Regions from separate parts of the Mus musculus genome. Here regions 2 and 3 are each linked to region 1. The links are chromatin contacts, called in public promoter capture Hi-C maps. All regions are on one chromosome and are shown on one strand. Each heading gives the region's core, a stretch centred on a gene start, on an enhancer-like site or on the middle of the called end of the contact. The rest is flanking DNA. Distances are from core to core; before and after follow the strand shown.

What was found. Promoter capture Hi-C pulls out the DNA fragments that hold promoters and counts their contacts.
Region 2: a promoter capture Hi-C map of pre-B cells shows a contact between it and region 1, with 4 times the contacts expected there. The contact joins the promoter of Vps51 here to the promoter of Tmem223 in region 1. A contact is called at or near these places in 2 of 39 promoter capture datasets (the C10 cell line and pre-B cells) and 1 of 484 Hi-C or Micro-C datasets (B cells).
Region 3: a promoter capture Hi-C map of hippocampal neurons shows a contact between it and region 1, with 2.4 times the contacts expected there. The contact joins the promoter of Prpf19 here to the promoter of Tmem223 in region 1. A contact is called at or near these places in 3 of 39 promoter capture datasets (cranial neural crest, hippocampal neurons and liver), 1 of 115 datasets of contacts at active chromatin or transcription factors (astrocytes) and 1 of 9 other capture datasets (adipose tissue).

The regions. Positions count from the first base shown.
Region 1 is chr19:8,769,000-8,773,595 of GRCm38.p6, forward strand. It overlaps Tmem223 (transmembrane protein 223), which reads left to right and starts at 1,997. Exons shown (of 2, transcript NM_025791.1): 1 at 1,997-2,316; 2 at 3,049-3,476. The coding sequence starts at 2,010. The coding sequence ends at 3,341. Nxf1 (nuclear RNA export factor 1) reads left to right here. Exons shown (of 21, transcript NM_016813.2): 19 at 2-184; 20 at 1,261-1,321; 21 at 1,575-1,911. The coding sequence ends at 1,613. It overlaps Tmem179b (transmembrane protein 179B), which reads right to left. Exons shown (of 5, transcript NM_026325.3): 2 at 4,506-4,596; 3 at 4,291-4,425; 4 at 4,029-4,107; 5 at 3,523-3,835. The coding sequence ends at 3,674.
Region 2 is chr19:6,074,641-6,079,236 of GRCm38.p6, forward strand. Vps51 (VPS51 GARP complex subunit) reads right to left here and starts at 2,547. Exons shown (of 10, transcript NM_001081041.1): 1 at 2,311-2,547; 2 at 1,723-1,852. The coding sequence starts at 2,538. It also overlaps a transcript of Tmem262 not described here.
Region 3 is chr19:10,893,400-10,897,995 of GRCm38.p6, forward strand. Prpf19 (pre-mRNA processing factor 19) reads left to right here and starts at 1,832. Exons shown (of 16, transcript NM_134129.4): 1 at 1,832-2,069; 2 at 4,104-4,253; 3 at 4,418-4,494. The coding sequence starts at 2,051.

The DNA.
Region 1 (4,596 bases), core at 747-3,246:
GGCTATGTATTGTAAATGATGAATTATTTGTGCGGAATGCCAGCCCTGAAGAAATCCAAAGAGCCTTCGCCATGTCTGCACCCACACCTTCCTCCAGTCCAGTACCCACGCTTTCCCCAGAACAGCAGGAAATGTTGCAAGCATTTTCTACCCAGTCTGGCATGAACCTTGAGTGGTCTCAGAAGTGAGTGCTGATCATAGATAGGAGGAACAAGGGGATGGCCTGACAGTGAATTATATAGTGCTTTGATAAAAAGATTCCTACTAAGAATTCTGCATAGGTTATTTTTAAATATTTAAAGCACAAATGAAGATTTGGTTTTCTGTCCCCTTCCTAGCTACCTGTGGCTCCCCTCTTCCCCAATTGGAATTACAGATTAGACCTAGACTTCACATATGCTGCACAGTCGCTGCCACTGAGCCCTTTTCAAACACGGTCTTACTATGTACTCTTGTCTGGCCTTGAAGGCATTAAAGGCATGAGCCAGCAGACCTGGCTGCCAAGTTTTGTTGTTGGTTGGTTGGGTTTTTTTTGAGACAGTTTCTCTGTTTTCCCTGGCTGTCCTGGAACTCACTTTGTAAACCAGGCTGGCCTCGAACTCAGAGATCCGCCTGCCGGGATTAAAGGTGTGTGCCACCACGCCATCTTTGGCTTTTGTTTGTTTTGTTTTTTGTTTTTTCGAGACAGGGTTTCTCTGTATAGCTCTGGCTGTCCTGGAACTCACTCTGTAGACCAGGCTGGCCTCGAACTCAGAAATCCCCCTGCCTCTGCCTCCCGAGTGCTGGGATTAAAGGCATGTGCCACCACACCCGGCTCAACTCCTTACCAAGTCCTAGATTCCAGTGAGCCTGAGCATTCCAAGGGAGCTAGAACTATAGGTGCATACCTAGTACCAAAGTCTTTTTATATATGGTTCTATATTTGAGTCAGGGTCTCACTTGTGCCTTCGCTGCTTGGAAGTCACTTTGTAGTCCAGGTTTACCTCAAACAGATACCTCCCTGCTTCAGCTTCTCCAGAGTGATAGGATTAAAAGCCTTGCCCAGCTGGAACATAGTTTTTAAACCGTGTAAATCCTTCCCTACCAGTGTAAAACTACACGTTGGTTGTTTTTGGTAAACATTTTATGTTTCATTTGTACAAGTGGTGTGACCCTGTGTAAACTTAATGAAAAACATTGGTGACTTTTTCTATAGGTTGGATTTTGGTGACTGACTGCATTTTGGTTCTTATGTGGCTTCCTATTTTAATCATACTCTAGGTGCCTTCAAGACAATAACTGGGACTACACCAGATCTGCTCAGGCCTTCACTCTTCTCAAGGTAAAGTATGGGAATTTTTTTTATTGCTAAAAATGGATCTCTTGAGCCTTTAACAAGGGTCAGATGAAGGCTGGGTGTGGTGATACTTGCCTTTTAATCCAGCATTTGGGAGGAAGGAGGGAGCCAGATCTCTGAGTTTGAGGCTAGCCTGGTCTACATAGAGAATGCCAGGACAGCCAGGGAGTCTACAGTAGCTGGGCAGGGAAGGTGGGAGAGAGGTGCCTGGTTCTACTTACATTTTATCTTTCTGCAGGCCAAGGGAGAGATTCCAGAAGTAGCGTTTATGAAATGATCACAAGAAAAGTCCCCTTGTAAATAGCCCCTGGATAATATTGTCTGGCTGTCATCTGCCGTCTCCTGTCCAGCCCGAGGCCACCCTGTAACTGTGACTGAGGAGGAAGGGCTGCTTCATCCTCCTCACCTACCTTCTGGAAGACTTAGAGAAGACTTCCGGAAGATTGAGCCTCATGGTGCCAGGAAGCCAAAGCTTACTTTGTAGAGCTGACACTAAACTACCCGAAGGACTTAGGTGCTCTGTGTACTTAACCCCAGGATTCCCTTTACTTTTTAAGATAAAGAGTGATATTGTAGTTTGTGTCCCATTACTGGCTTGTTTCCCTCAATGCAGGAGGGGTGGGCAAGTTCGCCGTGATAGGAAGTCCCGCCCCGGAGACGGAAGTGCGCCGCCATGGTGGCGTCTGTGCCGCTGCGGAATGTCAGCCACCTTTTGTCTGTGCTGCGGTCCCAAAATGTGCCCCGGTATTTGCAAAATGGCGTCCCACGGGATGTGCTGCTCTTCCGGCACGAGCGGGGCCGCTTCTTTGCCATCCTTGGACTGTTTTGTGCGGGTCAGGGCATCTTCTGGACCTCCCTGGCTGTTGCAGCCTTGTCCAGACCTCTGAGCCGAGTACCTGCGGAGGCTCCGAACCGGAGCTACCAGGACCTGCGCTCCGCACTCTGGCGCTACGGGCTGGCTGTTGGTTGCGGCACGATGGGTAAGCGCTTGGGCTCCAGATTGCTGTGGGGCTGTGAGCACAACGCTCACTTAGCAAAAAGGGGCTTCCAAAAAAGTAAGTGGGACACACGATATGGGTGCGGTGTAATAAAGTCCCTGAATGCCTTGCACCCTCACCCTGCATACAGTAGGCCAAGATCTGCCCCTCATACTAGCCACGAGCAGGTTTTTGAAGCCACAAATGCATTTTCTCCGTTTAACAATAGAGCTGGCTATCTATAAAAATGTCGATGGGGTGGGGGACGTGGCTCAGTTTGGTTTCTAAGACTGCTTGCCTAGTATGCATGAGGTCTAGGGTTTAGAACCCAACACTGCCTAACATATATGATGGCATCCAGATGTAATCTGGATTTGGACAGAAGATCACAAATTAAAAGTTATTGAACATATAGCAAGCTTGCAGCCAGCATGGAATAATAGACCCTGTCTGTTTTTTCAAGACACGGTTTCTCAGCTCTGGCTGCCCTGGAACTCACTCTGTAGACCAGGCTGGGTCAGAGATTCAACTGTTTCTGCCTCCCTAGTGATTGCGTGCACCACCACTGCCTAGCTACCTTTCTTAAAAAAAAAAAAAAAAAAAAGGATTTAGGAACCTTTTAGAGTTTTAGAGTGTAATTGCTCAAAACTGTTACTTCCATTACAGTAATTTGACTCTAAGGGGTGGGGGTGGGGGTGTCTGTATAACCTTTTACCCCACTTTGCCTCCCTGCAGGAGTCTTGGTCCTTGGTGCTGGTCTCCTCTACTCACTCCGATCTGTGCGGTCTGTCATGCTCCTTGCAGGAGGGCAGCAGGTGACATTGACCACCTATGCCCCCTTTGGCTTGGGTACCTGTTTCACAGTTCCCTTGAACCAGATTTCCTGCATGGCTCACAGAGGTGAAGTTCCTGCTATGCTGCCTCTGAAAGTCAAAGGCCGGCGCTTCTACTTCCTTTTGGACAAAGCTGGACACTTTCCCAACACTCAACTCTTTGATAACACTGTGGGTGCCTACCGGAGCCTGTGAAAAATGGCTTACCCTTCTCAGACGATGCAAAACCCTTAGGGATGAGGAGACTACCAGGACAATAAAAAGGTGCCCAGAATTCACTAACAGCCAATAAATCTCTTCCAAAAGGCTTGATACATGCCTACTTAAGCCATCATTCTGTCCTCTCTCTCATCTATTTAACATCAAGAAATCCATGCCATGATGAAGAAAAGTAATATATTATTTTGGTACAAAAAAGTTTAAGGAGAAAACTGAGGTTTCTAATATAAACAGGGCTGTACAGAGACAAGAGGATTAAAAGCACTGGGGCATGGAGGTTCTGGTTGTAGAAAGCACTTGAGTATTCTTCAGGAGTGAGACTGGTGGTGCCCAACAAGAGCATCTGTCTCAGAGCTCCACTCTTGGTCACCCCTCTCTTGGGGCTGGTATGATGTGGCTTTAAACTTGCACTGCATGGCCTGGAGCAGCAAAGCCAGACACCACAATATCAGATTCACCCAAGAAGAGGTCTGTGAAAGAGAACAGGAGTATGAGGTGGGAAGCCGGCTCCAATCCAGTCCTACCCACACAACATTGATCAGACTAAGGTGACAAGCCCCATAGCTACTTTGAGCTTGTGAATGAAGTACAGCCAAGCACATATTACATGGTGAACACGCTTAAGCTACAGTTGCTTAATCTTAGCGTATCCCTGTGTCTCACTTCAGCAGTATGTAGGTTGGAGTAAAACTGCACAGCAGTTCCTGAAGGTGTCCATGAGGTTTTCTGGGCTTCAGAGCAGCTGTGAAACAAGGTTAAAGAAACAAGTTGTGAGAAGGGGCGGGGAGGAGACGGACATGCTCTAAGCACATCTGTGTCCTCAGAGATAAGGGCCAGAGGAAGGGGATAAAGTAGGAACTTAAATGACTGACATGTCCCCTACAGAAGGACAGTCCCTGTCAGGCTTCCCTCCCTCTCCCGTTACCTAATTGTAAGGTTCAAGGAGATGATGGAATTGCAGAAAGAATTGGTGCCAAATCGAAGTATACAGGCAGACACTAAGATCAGGAAGATGGCTGTAGCTGAGATGGCCAAAGCAATTCGGAGCCCTATAGAACCTCTGAGAAAGAGAAAACAAGCTTGGTGGCCGAGGTGGGACTCATCTCAACCTCGGCCCTTTGTCATCAGTAGGGCAATCACCTGTGGGAGTCTTCGATGCAGCTGCTGTAGACCCAGAAGAAGAGAAGCAGAAGGCAGTAGAGTGCCAAGATGCCTGAAGCCCCAGCCACGA
Region 2 (4,596 bases), core at 1,297-3,796, 2.7 Mb before region 1:
ATTACATAACAAATACATGTCAAATACTATATATATTCCAACAAATGAGAACGTGTAATACTGGCAAAATTCCTATGGAAAATTCCTCTACAAAGAAATCACTCTCTTTTTTCCATCTTGAAGCTAGCATTAACAGACCAGCACTTACTCACTGAATCAGGTTCAAATGAGATAAAAGAACAGCAAGGATGTACCACAGCCACCACCAAGGCACTGGCAGAGCACTGTGCCCCGTGAAGACATAACCCCACAGATGTGAACATCTGGCAGAGCACTGCCCCATGAAGATACAACCCCACAGATGTGAACATTCACTATGGTCTGCCTCCTGGACATGTGGTTTAAGGTTACTATACAAACATCAAGTGCATCGCCTGAAAGGCAGACAGATGGTAGGTAGTGTGAGGAGAGCTGAACTATCTAGTAGTGGGACTGGCGAGATGGCTCAACAGCTGAGAGTGTACTGCTCTTGTAGAAGACAGCTGAGAGTGTACTGCTCTTGTAGAAGACCTGATTTAATCCCCAGCATCCGTGTCAGTAGGCTCACAACTGACTCTAACTTCAGCTCTGGGGGATCTGTGGATACCTGTACATATCCACCCCTACCCCACCCCACACACACATAATTAATTTCTGCTGCTGCTGCCTGCTTCCCTGCCCTGGTCCTTGGCATGCCTATAGCCATTTGCTTCAGGCCTGCCAGCCATCCCATACTGCTGACACAAAAAGCAGCAGACACAGTAAAATAGTCTGCTCAGACTGAAGTCGGGCTGGCCATATATCGAATGGAGAGGCTTATTACTTGCCTTGGAAATTCCCCAGCTGTGGCCTTCAGGCAAAGCCAAGGTAGATTCCCCAACCATGGCCTTTACTCAGAGCCAAGCTAGACAAGGGGTTAGTTTGACCAGAATGTCTAAACTACTAACACACTTGAAAAAAGGCTGCCCACCCTGCAGCCCACCCTGTATCTGCTTATGAGCTCATTATGGCTTTTTCCTTATAAAGTCTGACCCCGGACAGTGTACAGGTATGTGGCTGTCAGCTCCCGAATCTGTGAGCTGTTGCCCTAATCAATTAGTCTTGGGGTGTGCACTCAATAACCGTGCCTATGTGACTGAGATTGGTGTTCATGTGGTTTGTGGGGTGACTCCTGGACCCAAAAACTATTAGTAAATCTTAAGGAATGAGGATACAGACAGAGGGGGAGAGAGTGGCAAATCTGCTCTGAAGGCAGACTGACCAGAAACAAAAGTTACCACTAATAACATTTTTAACAAAAATTTTAATTGACTTTGAGATGGCTTAGTAGCAGGCAAATGTGTTTGTCACCAAGCCTGATAACCTGACTTCAATCCCTGGCACCCTCATGGTGGAAGGAGAATACAGACTCCTGAAAGTTGTCTTCTGACCCCCACACAAATGTTGTGTCCCACACATATGCATGTGCACAATATAAATAAACAAACAAAGCTAAAGCTTACTGAAACGCTGGTGCTTCCTAAGTGCTGCAGAGAAACTCACTGCATTTCATTCTTCCTTCCCAGCGCTGGTCCTTTGGACAAACCCCACCCCCACAGGAGTCATCACTTCAGCAGCAGTGGATTAAGGTTGGGACCCAATTGTAATCTGGGTCTCTTTCCTTTAATCCCTGTTTTTCTTAACACGGGGTGAGGACCTGGTGGGGGTGGTGTAAGACTGAGGAGTGTGTCCCAGTGGGGTCACCTGTAGCTGAGATGAACTTGTTGTAGTTCTCATAGACCAGGGTCTGCATGTCGCTGTCTAGAGCCCGGATCTGCCGTACCATGTCCGTCTCACTGTCCATCAGCTGGGCCAGAGGACATTCTCTACGCAGCTAGAGAAGCAGGTAGGAACAGTCAGCGTTAGTGCTCACTCACGTCCTGCTACCCTGCTTTACGTTAGTTGGATTTCAGTGCAAGACAACTCCAATCCCACCCTTATCAGGAATTCCATAAGTGGCACACTTTAAGTAGCACACTTCACAGGTTAGACCCAATTTGGGATTTGTCAGCGTTCATGGTCTTCTGGCTTAGTTTAAAGTCAACCTAGGCCCTGCCTAGCGCCTGTCAAGAGCATGGTCACACCCACTACCACGAGCCAGCACCGAGACCTCAGACCCAGTGTGACCTCAAGTCAGGCCCAGGCTCCCTTGGCCTCCAGATCTGCCTCTATTGCCTAGTAAGGGCTGTCCTCTTATAAACCCCGCTGCCGTCACCACAGCAACCAAATCGGGAGTAAGATCTAGGGTCCAAGATATTTGGGGTCTGGACCCGCCCCATTTCACACACACACCTTGTCAAGATAAACTTCCGGGTCGAAGTGCGCCCCATTGAGATCGGTTGGGTCCAGAGGGTCAGGCCCTGCGGGATGCCCCGCCACCTCCCCCTCCGAGAGGCCGTAGTAAAGCTTCAGCATCCCGTGAGCCTTCCGCCGACGCTCCGGAGCGTCCGCCTCGGGACCTTCTGGGGAGTCTCCAGGCCCGGACCCTAGGCCAGGCCCCACAGCTGCCGCAGCCGCCATAGCTCCAACCTCAACTCAAAGGGGTGAGGCAGGGGAGGGAACAGATGCACTTCCGGGGACCAGAAACTTGCTACAACCAGGCGGTCCTTCAGGTGAAACGTTCCTCTGCAGCTGTAGGATATGTGAGACTAAAGTTCCGTCTTGCGCTTGTCCTTCTGGAGCACAGAGGTTTCACTGAACTTCTGGATCGTTGAGTTTCTGTGATTTTGCTGTGCTACTTGGGTGAATCGTGGCGTCCCAATCCTGCATCCGCACAGGAAAGAGACTTGCAGAAGATCGAATATGCGTCACAGGGGGGGTCTGCAAGGTTCAAACGTCCATTTAGTAGCCTGCAATATGGCTTTAACGCAGTGTTTCCCAAGGTTCTGTCTCCAAGGAGTCATTCAATATGAGAAACTTTATTCTACTTAGAGAATTTAAGATGTTAATCTTAAGAAGTTAGTGAAATGTGATACGTGAGCAGTTGGGATTGAGGATAATTCGGAAGTTTTAAAGATGTAGGCATAAAACGAAGCTCTCAGCAGGGCGTAGTGGCGCACACCTTTAATCCCAGCACTTGGGAGGCAGAGGCAGGTGAATTTCTGAGTTCGAGGCCAGCCAGCCTGGTCTACAGAGTGAGTTCCATGAGTTCCAGGACAGCCAGGGCTACACAGAGAAACCCTGTCTCAAAAAAAAAAAAAAAAAAAAAAAAAAAAAAGACGAAGCTCTTAAGAGGGGATGAGGTCAGATTATATGTGGAGTTAAATAGAAGAAAATGAGACTTTACTAATGATGTACTGTAAACGTTACCGAGGATGGGCTGATAGGGTGCTGGGCTGCCAGGAGTTTCAGCAGACCAAACACTGTTTTTATCTGAAAATTAGGAGTTAAAAAAAAATCTAAATGGTATACTTTTTATTTTTATTTTTTTCAAGACGGTTTCTCTGCTTAGCCCTGACTGTCCTGGAACTGGTCCTAGTGTAGAACCTGTCTGCCTCCCAAGTGTTGAGACTAAAGGCATGTGATAACACTGTCACCAGCTCCACTGCCTAGCTAAAAACAGTTCTGAATGGTATTAAATCGCCATCTGTCCGGCCCCCAGTATTATATGTGTATTTATGTGTGCAGAGACCAGGGGATAACTCAGAGCTGTAGTTACAGCTCATGTGTGAGCTACCCGTCATGATGCTGGAAACCAAAGTGCAAGAGCAGTTCACCCTGTGCCAGCTCAAACCCTTCCTTTCTTTTCTCTCTCTTTCTTCCTCTTTGAGGCATCATCTCACTCTAACTTTGGCTGACCTGAAACTCATTATTGTAGACCAGGCTGGCCTCAAACTCAGAGATCCAGCCACCTCTGCTTCCTGAGTGCTGGGACTAAAAGTCTGTGCTACCATGTCCACAGCCTGCTTCTCAGCCTGACATGCATGGTTGCTCTTGTCACAGACTAAAGGGATCATGTATTCACTTGTCTTGGACCAAAACATTTTCTTGCCTTCTTATCCAGGGGGCTATTTAGAAACTGTACATCTGAGGATCTCAGCCCACGAAGCTTTAAGAAAGTGAATTTGAGCTGGAGAGATGGTTTCACTTGCTGCTCTTCCTGATGACCCAGGTTCAATCCCCAAGCTCACAACTGTCTGTAACACCCTGGGGGGGGGGGGGATCCAGTATCTTTTTGGTCTCCATGGGGAGCAGGAATACATGTGCATGCAGGCAAAATACTCATCCATACAGGAAAAAAAATCAAAATGAAAATAAAACCCAGGTGTACTGATGTGCACCTGCCTAGAACATTGTGGGCCAGGCAAGTGATCAGGAGAAGGTCACGGTCATCCTTGTAAGTTTGAAGCAGCCTGGGCTATGTAAAAACTCTCCCAAAAGCTGAATAAACAAAAGGGCTGGAGAGACGGCTTAGCAGTCAAGAGTGGATTCCTGAAAGTTGTCCTCTGACCATCATATATGCATTGTGGCAATGCACACACTCTTCACTTCACCCACACTAAAATAAATGAGGCTGGGCATAGTGGCACAATCCTTTGATCCAGGCAGGTAAATCTCTGTGAGTTCGAGGCCAGCCTT
Region 3 (4,596 bases), core at 582-3,081, 2.1 Mb after region 1:
CTGCCTCTGCCTCCCAAGTGCTGGGATTAAAGGCGTGCGCCACCACTGCCCAGCCTATGTCAGCGTTTCTTTCTTCATCTCATTTCTGTCTCTTAGACCAATTAGATCACATTAAAGATTTATGTTGGCTATATTTTGTGATTGTAGAATTGGGCAACACCTCATTCCATGAGCCAAAGTGTGTCTTGATGCCTCGGAGGGGAGTCATTCCCTAGACAGGAAGCAGAAATAAAACAAAAGAGAAGGCCTGAGCATGTTTTCCTTGGGAGGCTAGGAGACAAAGAGGGAAGTGCAGAGATCTGACTGGTTGATAGGTCAGATTTCTCCAGTGTACTTTTCATAAGGACCAAGGCAGGCAGAACATAGTTACCATGCTTGCTGTGATTGGCAGGGCTAGGACATGTGGCCATTGCCTCTGTCTGTCCTGATTTCTTAGAAGGTTAGAAAGCTAGTTTTAATTTGCTACCATAGAACTCCATTATGACTGATACCATTTTAGTTTATTTACTTACTCTCAATGTGCCACCAGGCCTAGCCTATTTATTTATTTTACTGTGTGTGCTTGTGTGTGTGTGTGTGTGGGGGGGGTGTCTTGGGGACTGAACTCGGGTATCAGGCTTGGTAGCCGATCTGGTCCGGTCTTTAGTAGAGAAAACAAAAGAAGTTGGCAGGAGGCAGGGAACTGTTATTATAACAAAACACCTGAGGTAGGCTACTTTAAAGAAAAGAGGGTTCTCCTTGCTCAAATTTCTAGAAGCACAAGGTTCAAAGAGAATGACGTGGGCAATGTCTAGGGCCTCTTCCTTGCTGGTGTCACATTGCCATGGAAGTCAACTGGTTCATTTGTGCCTGTTCACTCTTTCTTTCCCTATATGAACTCCACCAGGATTCTTGTAATGTCTTATTCTAAAGATCCCACCTCTACATTCCACAGTTAAGCTAGATAGTAATGACACACACCTTTGATTTCAGCACTCAAAAGGCAGAGACAGGAAGATCTTTGAGTTTGAGGCCAGCCTTATCTGCAGACTGAGTTCCAGGACAGCCAGGGCTACACACACACACACACACACACACACACACACACACACACAAACCCAGTCTCAAAAAAACAAAAACAAAACCACAGAAAAACACCATAGTCGTGCTAACTTTCCACTCTTACTGTTTGGTTGCTTATTGAGACATGTTCTCTCTACACAGCTCTGACTGCCCTGGATTGGAGCTCACTATATAACCAGGTTGGACTTGTACTCCGAGATCTGCCTGCCTCTGAAGCCCAGTGCCTGTGTTTAAAGACTTCTGCAAACACACCCATCAAATTTCCATTCTTTTAAACGTACACATAAGACGCTGGGAACTAAATTCCCTTGAGTTTACAAAACAGACTATATTTAAAACGTAGCAGGCAACGAAGTCATTGGCTTGCCCATATTTCCAGAGCAAGAATTTAGGCAGTGTTAGTTTCTTTACTCATTTGTGCTTTATTTACAGGGTCACATTGTTTCTCAAAAGCCGGCCAAGGAACACAGGTCTCCGAATCATGCCTACAGACTCTCTAAGGCAGACTCTAGGAATCTGCACTTTTACAAGCTCCTGAAAAATCTGTCTTGCACACGACCATTTCAAAGACTAGTGTTCCCTAGGTGACAGCAGCTCCATCTAAAAAAAAAAAAAAAAAAAAGAGCCTTGGCGGTCCCCGCAGCCTCATGGGAAATGTAGTTTCTTCTCTCCTTCCCGCCTCAGGCCTCTTGGAGCGCTCGCCGGAAGAAGCCGAGCCAATGCGGAAACAGCCGAGTGTTTCGAGGCGGGCCTTTTCCTGCTCGGTTGCATGCTGGGAAAGGGCAGTTTCCGTTAGCTGCAGAAGGCTGAGGCGCGCCACCGGCCACCTCCCCACGTGAAGCAGTTGTGCGAGCATCGCCACGCTGGGCAGCTGTCTACCCGCGTCCGAGCGCTCCGGAAGCGGCGGGGGACCGGAAGTGGCCCGCGGAGGCTGCAGAGAACCGGGAACCCTCTGTGAGGCGACTGGCAGCAGCGCTACGACGGCGCCATGTCCCTGATCTGCTCGAGTGAGTGCTGGCTGCGGCGGGAGGCGGGAGCGTGTGTGGCCCCTGTGGCTCGGGCCCTGGAGCTCCCGGCCCTGCGTGCAGGGTGCATTTGCGCAGGGCTGCGCAATTCACGTAGCTGGGAAGAATGACTGTCTCAGGGGTCTTTTGAAACCGGCGTCGTTTTACAGAGCTGAGACAGGCCTGAGCAGAAGTGGGGGGGAGGAGCTGGTGCAGTGAAAAACAGCTCTTGGTGTCAAAAAACCCGAGGACATGCCCAGGATCCGCCTCCAATTGTGATCTGGGCTCTAGCGGGTTTGGGCCTCAGTTTCCCCATCTGCAAAATTGAAAGCATTGCAGTGGGCATTGCTTGGGAAACCTCGCTTAGGAATCGGACTTTCCGATTTGCAGAGATCACGCAGTGACTTCGAGACAGGGCTGGAAGCCAGGTGTCTGGCTTCTAGCCTCGCGCAGTATGACTAATGAAAACAGCGAATGTTTAGAAAACCTGTATTGATTTACGATGCATTTCCAAACGGTGATCTCATTTTATGCTTACAAGAATTGTCTGAAGGGAAATAAAGATCCGTGAGTTACAGAGGGTGTCGGAAGTCTTGAAGAATGGGTTTACCTAGGGGTGTGCGAGGAAGCTAAGCAGTGGAGCTTGGCTCTTTGAGCCTGGATCCATGGTTTTCCCGTGCACTATGCTGTCCTGTCTTGGGGTGTTGTATTACGGCATTGCGGGTGTTCTCCCATATTGTTTACCACGTTACTAGATTCCTCGCCTTCTCTATTTCCCTCTCAGAACGTTGCCATTAGTTCAAAGAAGGAAAAGGAGGAGGGAAATGACAAGCAGAAAAGGAAATCTCATACTAGAGAAATTGCAGTTTGCAAAGTATTTACAAACGATTTGTTTTCTTTCCATCTTTGAGACCACACTCTTACGTGCCCAGGGCTATCCTTCCTCTGGTAGAAGAGGGAAAGCTCCCAGAAAGCTTTAGTCGTCGAGTAGTGTGATAAACCAACAGAATAGGACAGGAAGGCCGTGTACAAGATACGGGTTTTAAATATGGCACAAATCCATACTTAATAACACATGCATGGGAGTCCTGCAAAAATAGGTGATTCTAAGAGAAGCCACGGAGAAGAATAGGAGCTTGAACCTTAGGATGGTGACTCACAACCTATGGGAGGCTGAATAGAATTGTGTGGTGAATAAGAGCTGTTTTGTGATGTGACAAGTCGCTATCTTAGAGCAGCTTTCAGAAGAGTCTGATGTGGAGGTAGCTTCCACTTGTCTGCTAAAGTGAACCAGTTGACCCTGTTTAGGGGAAGGTAGAGAAACAAGTCTGAGAAGGTCAGAGAGACCTTGGTTTTAAGCCTGCTTTTGGGGCCTTCATTTCTTTATTTTTTATTTTGGTAGTTAAGCATGCTCAAGGCTTCGTACTTTGGAATATTCTTTTCTGGGCCCCGGGACTTTTGCACTCATTTACCCTGTTATGATGTTTATCAAGTGTCAGCTTAGTATCTGCATTGTCCTGGAGGTCAGTGACAGCTGTAACGGCCATCTTCAAGGGTACACAGACTATTCTGTCAAGCGCTTAGAATAGAATCTTGCTTGGCATGTAGTAGCAGAGCTCTTTGTTTGCTTGTTTTCATTTTATCAGTACTTGTCACGTTGCTTCGGAATTTCTCCTGTTGATCTGTCTAGGGCTCCCACTGGATGACAGGTTTGAGTTGTGCTCTGTGTGCTTCTCTGTCCATCTCGGTTCAAAAATGAGATGGGCAGGACTTACTGACCACTCTGTACAGTACTGGCACATAGGATCTGGGCAGTTATTATTTATTGACTTTTATTATCAGCAGACCAGAGAATTTAGCTAAGTAGTTGGCGAGCATTGTAGGACCAAGTACGGGCAGGCTTGCTGTCACAGACCTTGCTTCCTGATAGCTGACTAGGAGGACATGGTCTTGTTGGGGCTGACACAATGAAGAATCTCCTCTGCCCACGTCTCCTTTTCTCCTGTGCTCACTCTCACTACCTGTCTTTCTCTATAGTCTCCAATGAAGTGCCAGAGCACCCGTGCGTGTCCCCTGTCTCTAATCATGTGTATGAGCGGCGACTCATTGAGAAGTACATTGCAGAGAATGGCACAGATCCTATCAACAACCAGCCTCTCTCAGAGGAGCAGCTCATCGACATCAAAGGTGCCTGCCCAGTAGCCTCAAGTCCAAGGCCAGCTCAGCTCAGCCTTCACCGGTGGGGGGTGGAGCCAATCTGGTGGAGAAGATGGTGGCTGGGGGTGGGGGTGGTGGGGGAGAGTTCCCTGGGTTCTAGTTCTTCATACCTACTTTGCTGCCTCTCTTGGCAGTTGCTCACCCAATCCGACCCAAGCCTCCCTCCGCCACCAGCATCCCAGCCATTCTGAAAGCCTTGCAGGATGAGTGGGTGAGTTCTGTGAAAAGAATGCACCTCTGGGCTAGGACCTGGGGATTGAAAAGATGGGGCCTCCCTCCTCCCTCCTCTCCCCTCCCCTCCCCTCTCTCTTCT